2 separate regions of the Mus musculus genome follow, and region 2 is linked to region 1. Evidence: chromatin contacts called from public Hi-C data. All regions are on one chromosome and are shown on one strand. The core of a region is the stretch at or near the end of the contact, and the rest is flanking DNA. Distances in the headings are between cores, read along the strand shown.

The links. Hi-C and Micro-C count contacts between places; a contact is called where the count stands out from the background.
Region 2: a contact with region 1 is called in a Hi-C map of the N1E-115 cell line, with 4 times the contacts expected there. The contact joins two enhancer-like sites. A contact is called at or near these places in 3 of 484 Hi-C or Micro-C datasets (the N1E-115 cell line, nephron progenitors and stem cell-derived primordial germ cell-like cells).

What each region holds. Positions count from the first base shown.
Region 1 is chr2:103,459,695-103,462,833 of GRCm38.p6, reverse strand. Cat (catalase) reads left to right here. Exons shown (of 13, transcript NM_009804.2): 10 at 2,462-2,592. Among named protein-coding and RNA genes, the nearest start is that of Cat, 24 kb to the left of the region's middle. Within about 2 kb of position 1,458, at least 55 of the 459 cell types and tissues checked have an H3K27ac peak or open chromatin away from gene starts, as enhancers often do. A contact at or near this core is called in the N1E-115 cell line, where this site is marked.
Region 2 is chr2:103,642,113-103,645,507 of GRCm38.p6, reverse strand. All of the region lies in intron 1 of Abtb2 (ankyrin repeat and BTB (POZ) domain containing 2), which reads right to left. 8030431J09Rik (a long non-coding RNA gene) reads right to left here. Exons shown (of 2, transcript XR_866592.2): 2 at 727-3,395. Among named protein-coding and RNA genes, the nearest start is that of 8030431J09Rik, 72 kb to the right of the region's middle. Within about 2 kb of position 1,732, at least 51 of the 459 cell types and tissues checked have an H3K27ac peak or open chromatin away from gene starts, as enhancers often do. A contact at or near this core is called in the N1E-115 cell line, where this site is marked.

The DNA of each region.
Region 1 (3,139 bases), core at 209-2,708:
GAGGGGAGAGAGAGAGAGAGAGAGAGAGAGAGAGAGAGAGAGAGAGAGAATGAATTTCAAGGGCTGTGCTCTTCTTCCATGTCTGTTGCCCAAGTTGACTTTACCTAAGTAAGCTACCGAGATGACATTCTCCTGCATTTGAGTGCTTTGAGGGTTCATTTGTCAAGTGCGTGGCTTTCCCATCTTAATTACCTTCTTGATGCCAATGCACCGAAAGCCTCAGGTCTTAGTTCTGGATAGCCAAGCAGAGTGCTTGGTTGATGTGTCTTCTTTTAATATTCGAGTTTAATGAATATCTTGGTTTTTTAATTTCATGCTGGGAGCCTGTGCTTAAGTTAATAGCTGCAGAAGTCGGTCTCTGAAGAAGTTTGACCAGTGAAGTCTATTTGAAACAGTAGCTATCTGTACAAAAATCAAACATATCGTATACTAGAGGGTACACCTCCAATAACAAAGAATATGTGTACTCTAAAGGCAACTTGGGATATAGAGGACAAACACCCATGTAATAGTTCTAACACCCAGAGGCCAGGCCAATCGCATCTTTCAGTATTTCTTGCAGTGCTCCTTCAGGCGCCATTTTTACACATTTAGTTGCTTTGCACATGCTTTTTGTGCTCTGCTGTCCTGTCCTTAACTCCCAGGCCTCCCTGGCGTTTACTGACTGCGCATGCTTTCTGCCAAACTCCACTGAGTAGGTCTAGTATTTCTGCTCCCTTAAGACTCTGGAGGCATGGGCCTGAGTCGTCGTAGTTGACACTTCCTGTGTCTAAATCTTGCCTTTCCGGTCTTCGAGACTTTGATGTTTTTTTCCTTCTTTTGTGGCCTTTTTGTTATTGCAGCTGTGCCTGGCACCGACAGATGTCCCTGTTTCTCTTGAGCTTAGTTTATAGTTAATTAGTTCGTGTTTACATCCCGCTGGCACACTTGTGAGAAAGTTGCTCTGGGGTTGACGCTGAAGTCCTCTGCTTGATTTTAGAGCACGTTTGTGCTGTGCTCTGGAAATTCTCATGAAAGAGCTTAATTGTTTCCAGTTGCCAGAGCCTCCAAGACAACTCCCACTCTTGGGTAAAGGTCAGGATGTATTTGAAAATAGAATTAAAAACCTCTCAAAGGGTGAATTCCTAGTGAAGAAATATTGTGGTGGTTAGCTGTTGAAGTCTTTCCTTGCCGTAGCGACACAGCTACCCCAAGGCTACGTTCTGAAATGAGTAACCGATCGCCATAATGGTATATGGCCTTTTTTTTTTCTGCCCTGCATGCACCCTTGGTGCCTTGGTCACTGTGTTAGGTGGCATCTCCTAATTATCCATAGTGGAAAATCTGTCCTGTCGGAGAGCCACGAAGCATTCCAGTCACAGGCTGCTTCCTGTGAGCCACTCCTTAGCCTAGGCAGCGTTCTGTACGGGCAGTGTGAGCTCCCATAGTCAAGTTTCTGCTGATACCAGCCAAAGCGGCAGCGTGCCATGTGGAAAGTAAATATACCACAACAAGGGGCCAGTGAGGTAGCTCAGAGGGCTCAGGGAACCTGCTGCAAGCTCAAAGATCTGAGTTCACTCTCAGGGACCCACATGGTGGATGGAGGGAGAGAGTTGACTCTCACAAGCAGCTCTTTGACGTCCGTACGGGTTTTGTGGTATAAGTAAACCTGCACATGCACAGTAAATAAAAGTTAATAAAAAAATGCCAAGCTGAGAAAAAGAAAAGCTTTATTTTTTTAATCTCAGAATCATGAAGGATGTATAATTATATCTGCCAGTATTTTGTCCAAAAAAATTAAGATAAATGAAAGCTAGCATATTACAAATACAGATTTATTTTTTAACTTTTCCAAGTGGGGAAAGTAAAAATAGAATTGAGGGGAACATTAGAATAAGCTAAGGAGAGATGTTCCAAAGCCTTAAAGGCATGCGAGGAAGAGTTTTGTCGAGTTTCCTCATTGAAACAGACAGAAGTGCAGGCTTCTAGCCCTGCCCCACCAACAATGCACCAGCTATGAACATCTCAGAGCTTCAGATTTGGCCAGGGAATGAGGGGATAGAACTAGGTTGCTCTGTACAGTTGAGTCAACGATTAGATGGAGCCTACATCCAAATGAGACGATCAGATCCCCCGGTGTCTCTGGGCCTGATCTCAGAGACAACTACGTCACATCTTTGAAGAAACTTCCTGGTGCAGGTAAGCACCAGGCGGTGTTATAGACAAGGACCTCTGAAGTGTTGACTGGCATTTGAGATCTCTTTACTCAGGCAGCCCACACGTGCCTGTGGGCAGGGCAGTGTCCCCGAGCCTGTAGTTAGACCTGAGGAGAGAGAATCATTTCCCAGCATGTGATGTGTTTACATCGGTGCCTGATGTATGTGTGTTTGATTACTGCTGTGGGCCTCTCCTTCCCAGATTGATGACTCACTAAGGATGACTAAGATGACATCTCTAAGGATGTCTCTGCTTCTTTTCAAAGGTGGTGCCCCCAACTATTACCCCAACAGCTTCAGCGCACCAGAGCAGCAGCGCTCAGCCCTGGAGCACAGCGTCCAGTGCGCTGTAGATGTGAAACGCTTCAACAGTGCTAATGAAGACAATGTCACTCAGGTAATGGCTTTCTGGGCTCCTCCTGGGAGCTTGGCTGTTTTTCTTGTCAGACCTCATTAACGAGTGCCATTAGTCTCATTATATAGCTCTGCTGGCCTATATAGACCAGGCTGGCCTTGACTCCTATGTGCCCTCCTTGCTTCTCTCTCTCAAGTTCTGGGACTAAAGGCGCATGCCATCACATCGGACTTACTGGCCACTTCTTAAGGTGTCTGTCTTACTTAGGGTTTTACTGCTGTGAACAGACACCATGACCAAGGCAAGTCTTACATATGACAACATTTAATTGGGGCTGGCTTACAGGTTCAGAGGTTCAGTCCATTATCACCAAGGCAGGAGCTGACAGCGTCCAGGCAGGCATGGTGCAGGCTGAGCTGAGAATTCTATATCTTCATCTGAAGGCTGCTAGCAGAATACTGGCTTCCCAGCAGCTAGGATGAGTCTTAAAGCCCACACCCACAGTGACACACCCACTCCAAGAAGGCCACACCTTCTAATAGTGCCACTCCCTGGGCCGAGCATACACAAACCATCACAGTGTCTAATG
Region 2 (3,395 bases), core at 483-2,982, 180 kb before region 1:
GGTTGGCATGTCCTTTTATCTAAATAAGACTTTGCAAAACACTTTCATCTTCTGTTTTTATCACTCAGTTAAGTTGAGTAACCTAAAAGATTTTCTGCAAAGCGTGTAAGTTATTTTAAAAATAAAAAACAAACAAAAACAAAAAACTGCTCAACAGTCCATGTATCAATTTTAGGTAACCTAGGAACAGTTAGGACCAAGATCAGGTTTGTATGGAAGATAGAGCTGTATAAATGCCTCCACTTTACGATATTCTTTATTTGGGGTTCCTGGAAAGGCCTTCATTCCTCTCTCATTTGGAAGACTTAGCTCATAAAAACCTGCATCTTCCAAGTTTTTGGATTTATATAATTGCATTATATAAAACATGTACTTTATGTATTTGATACAAAGTCTCATGTAGCCTGGGCTGGCCCTGACTTTATTATGTACCTTAGGATAACCTTGAACATGGGATCCTCTTGCCTCTACCTCCTACCGCAGGATTACTGGCTTGTACCACCACACCCGACTCTCACTTTATTTTTATTTCTGCAGATCTAGGGTAGTGATAATGAAAACTATTAAGAAGGACAGTAATTGGATTTCTGTTCTGTAGATTAATATAGAGCACATGAATTACAAGCCCAGGAGGGAAGGGGCTGCAAGAGAACCCGATGCTAATTCAGCTGTGATGAGTTGATGCACGTAGACTTGTGGATAATGGGTATTGGGATAAATTTGTAATTGTCTGCATTTTCTCTCTTTGGAAATGCTACTACACATCCTCCTTTGGCTTCCCCCATCCAAGGCACAGCCATTTTCATGATTTGGTGAATAAGCTACATTCTTCTGGCTTTTAACAAGCACCATACAGTGCTGTCTGTCCCACCCCTCAAATTAAATAAGACTTGTTGTGACACAGCTGCAGTTCCCGGCTGCCAACATTTGGGAGGCCAGAACAACTTCCTACTTGGCAGGGAAGGCTGCTGGTTTTTACAGAGTCCTTCCAGCCCCTCAAACACCAGCACACTCCTGGTCCTCACATCCTCACATATGGAATGGTGAAATCAGGGATTACTGCACCCATTATGCTGAAAAAAGAAAAAAGAAAAACTGCTATCCAGACATGCAGCAGGTTCAAGGCTTGCACAGTAGGCTCTTTAATACACTGGTAGCATTAGTTAGGACCATCTGTTGGTTAGGAATAACATTCTGTTCTCTAAGGGATACAAAGACAATTTCAGAAAGTTCTCTATTATCAACACTCTTGTCTGTGTTTTACTCCCAGAGTCTATAATCTGGGCACCTCCTCTAAAGATGGAAAATTTTACAAGGGAAAGAATGTGCCCAAGGTCACACTGCACTGCCAGATCCAAGAATTACTTCTCCATTTGCCTGGCAGAGCAGAGCCCTTGAGTCAGTGTCTAGACAAGACAAAGGAGGGTCCTCCTACAGCAAAGCTAACAGGGATGCAGAGTGAAGCTGCGGGCATCTTCCAATTACACCTCCAACAACCAATAAGCCCACTCCTAGCCCACCCCCACCATGCTTTCTGGTTGGACTTTTCTTCCTCCATTAGCCTTGATAAATTACATGGCCCCACAGCAGGGACTGTTTCTTCCTCTCAGCTTTGTTTGGAGCATTGTCCCAGCAGGGCTCAAATAAAGGGCTATTATTAATGGTGACAATAATGCGATACTGTTTTCTCAAGGGCCTCCACCAGGGCCTGCCAGGTCAGCGCTGGCAACTTGCTGCTGCCTCTTGCTGGTAGTTTTCATCTGCTAAAGCCAGCTGTCCAGAGGATGGCACCCTGTCCTCTGTATCCAGTCATTGACACTTTTATTACATCCTCTATAGCCCTGAAAATCGGACTGAGAGGAACCAATAGACCATGTCAGAGAGCCATGAAAGGACTAACCAGGCCACACACAGGAGGCACCCCAGGCCCAGGGCAATGGGTTCCAGATATATTTAGAGCTGAGGATACTCCCAGTTAGAGGCCTGAATGTTAAATGCCTTGCGAGTCTGCTGTAGCATCAGAATGTTGCAGTGTCTTTGAAGCTGTGAGTGCCTTGAAGGTTAGGAATCACGTCTTGAGCTGTTTGTGGTGGGCAGAGAGGACACGGGGAGCTATAACATGATTAGACTCACATGTGGGAGGGGGCACACGTTTGTATCATTGTTCATAGGAGAGCCAGACTCATTCTTCATATCCATGAACTGGGTTCTAACTATTCATTAAGAAAGGATCAGTGGATAAAGTAAAATTGATTTTAATTTTAACTAATTTGGGGAAGGCAGCTTCTCATAGAGCCCAAGTTGGCCTCACTGTGTAGTTGAGAATGAACTTGACCTTCTGCTCTACCTGCCTCTACCCCCTGAGTGATGGGATTAAGGGTGTGCACCACAATACCTAGCTTTATGTGATGCTAGAGATTAAACCCAGGGCTTTGTGCATGCAATGTGAGCACTGTGCCAACTAAACTCCATCCCCAATCCCTAAAATTGTTCTTCTTTTATTGCAGAAGACAGCATAGCTTAGCATGGTAGTATACTATATAATCCCAGTGCCTGAGGCAGGAGGATTGTGAGCTGGAGTTCAGCCTGGGCTACATAGTGAGATCCTATCTAAAATAAAACAAAATAGAAAAGCAATCAGTGTGATAGGGCAGGGCAAATGTGGATATGAAGTAGGTTTTAAATATATCTTAGTCCCCATTTGAGTTTCTCTTTTCACAGTTTGATATCCACAGTCAACTGCAGTCTGAAAATAGTAAGTGGAAATTTCTGAAAACAATTCACAAGTTTTAAATTGTGCCCTATTCTAAGTAATATGGTAAGAATCTAACCCACTCTACCTCAGATGGAAACCACCCCTTTGTGCAGTTTGTTCACACTGTAAATGCCACCTGGCCTCTAGTCACTAAGCAATGTCTCAGTCATCAGGTTAACTGTCTCAGCATTGATGGGTTGTGCTCGAATAACCCTAATTTTACTTAGTAATGGTCTGAAGTACAAGATTAGTAATGCTGGCAATGAGAAAACAGCAGAGGGAAACAGTAAAGGGGCCTTAAGGAGAAAAGTGGAAGTTCTCAATAAGGAAAGAAAACAAGCATGCTGAGCTGAAGGTCGTTTGTAAAAACATACTCTGAATTTGTGAAGAAGGAAAAAGAAATTTGTGTGGTTTTGCTCTCACACCCAAACTGTAAAAGTTAAAGTGACAGTGCATAAGTGCTTACTTAAAATGGAAAAGGCTGTGTGTGTGTGTGTGTGTGTGTGTGTGTGTGTGTATCCATGGCATTCTGAGGTACCCGCTGGGGTCTTAGAAAGTGTCCTCTGTGGATGAATGTGACTCTTTTATGTTCTAGGTTCTCAGGTCTGTGTTAATTCATCTCAATGGCCGAGTCTCCCTT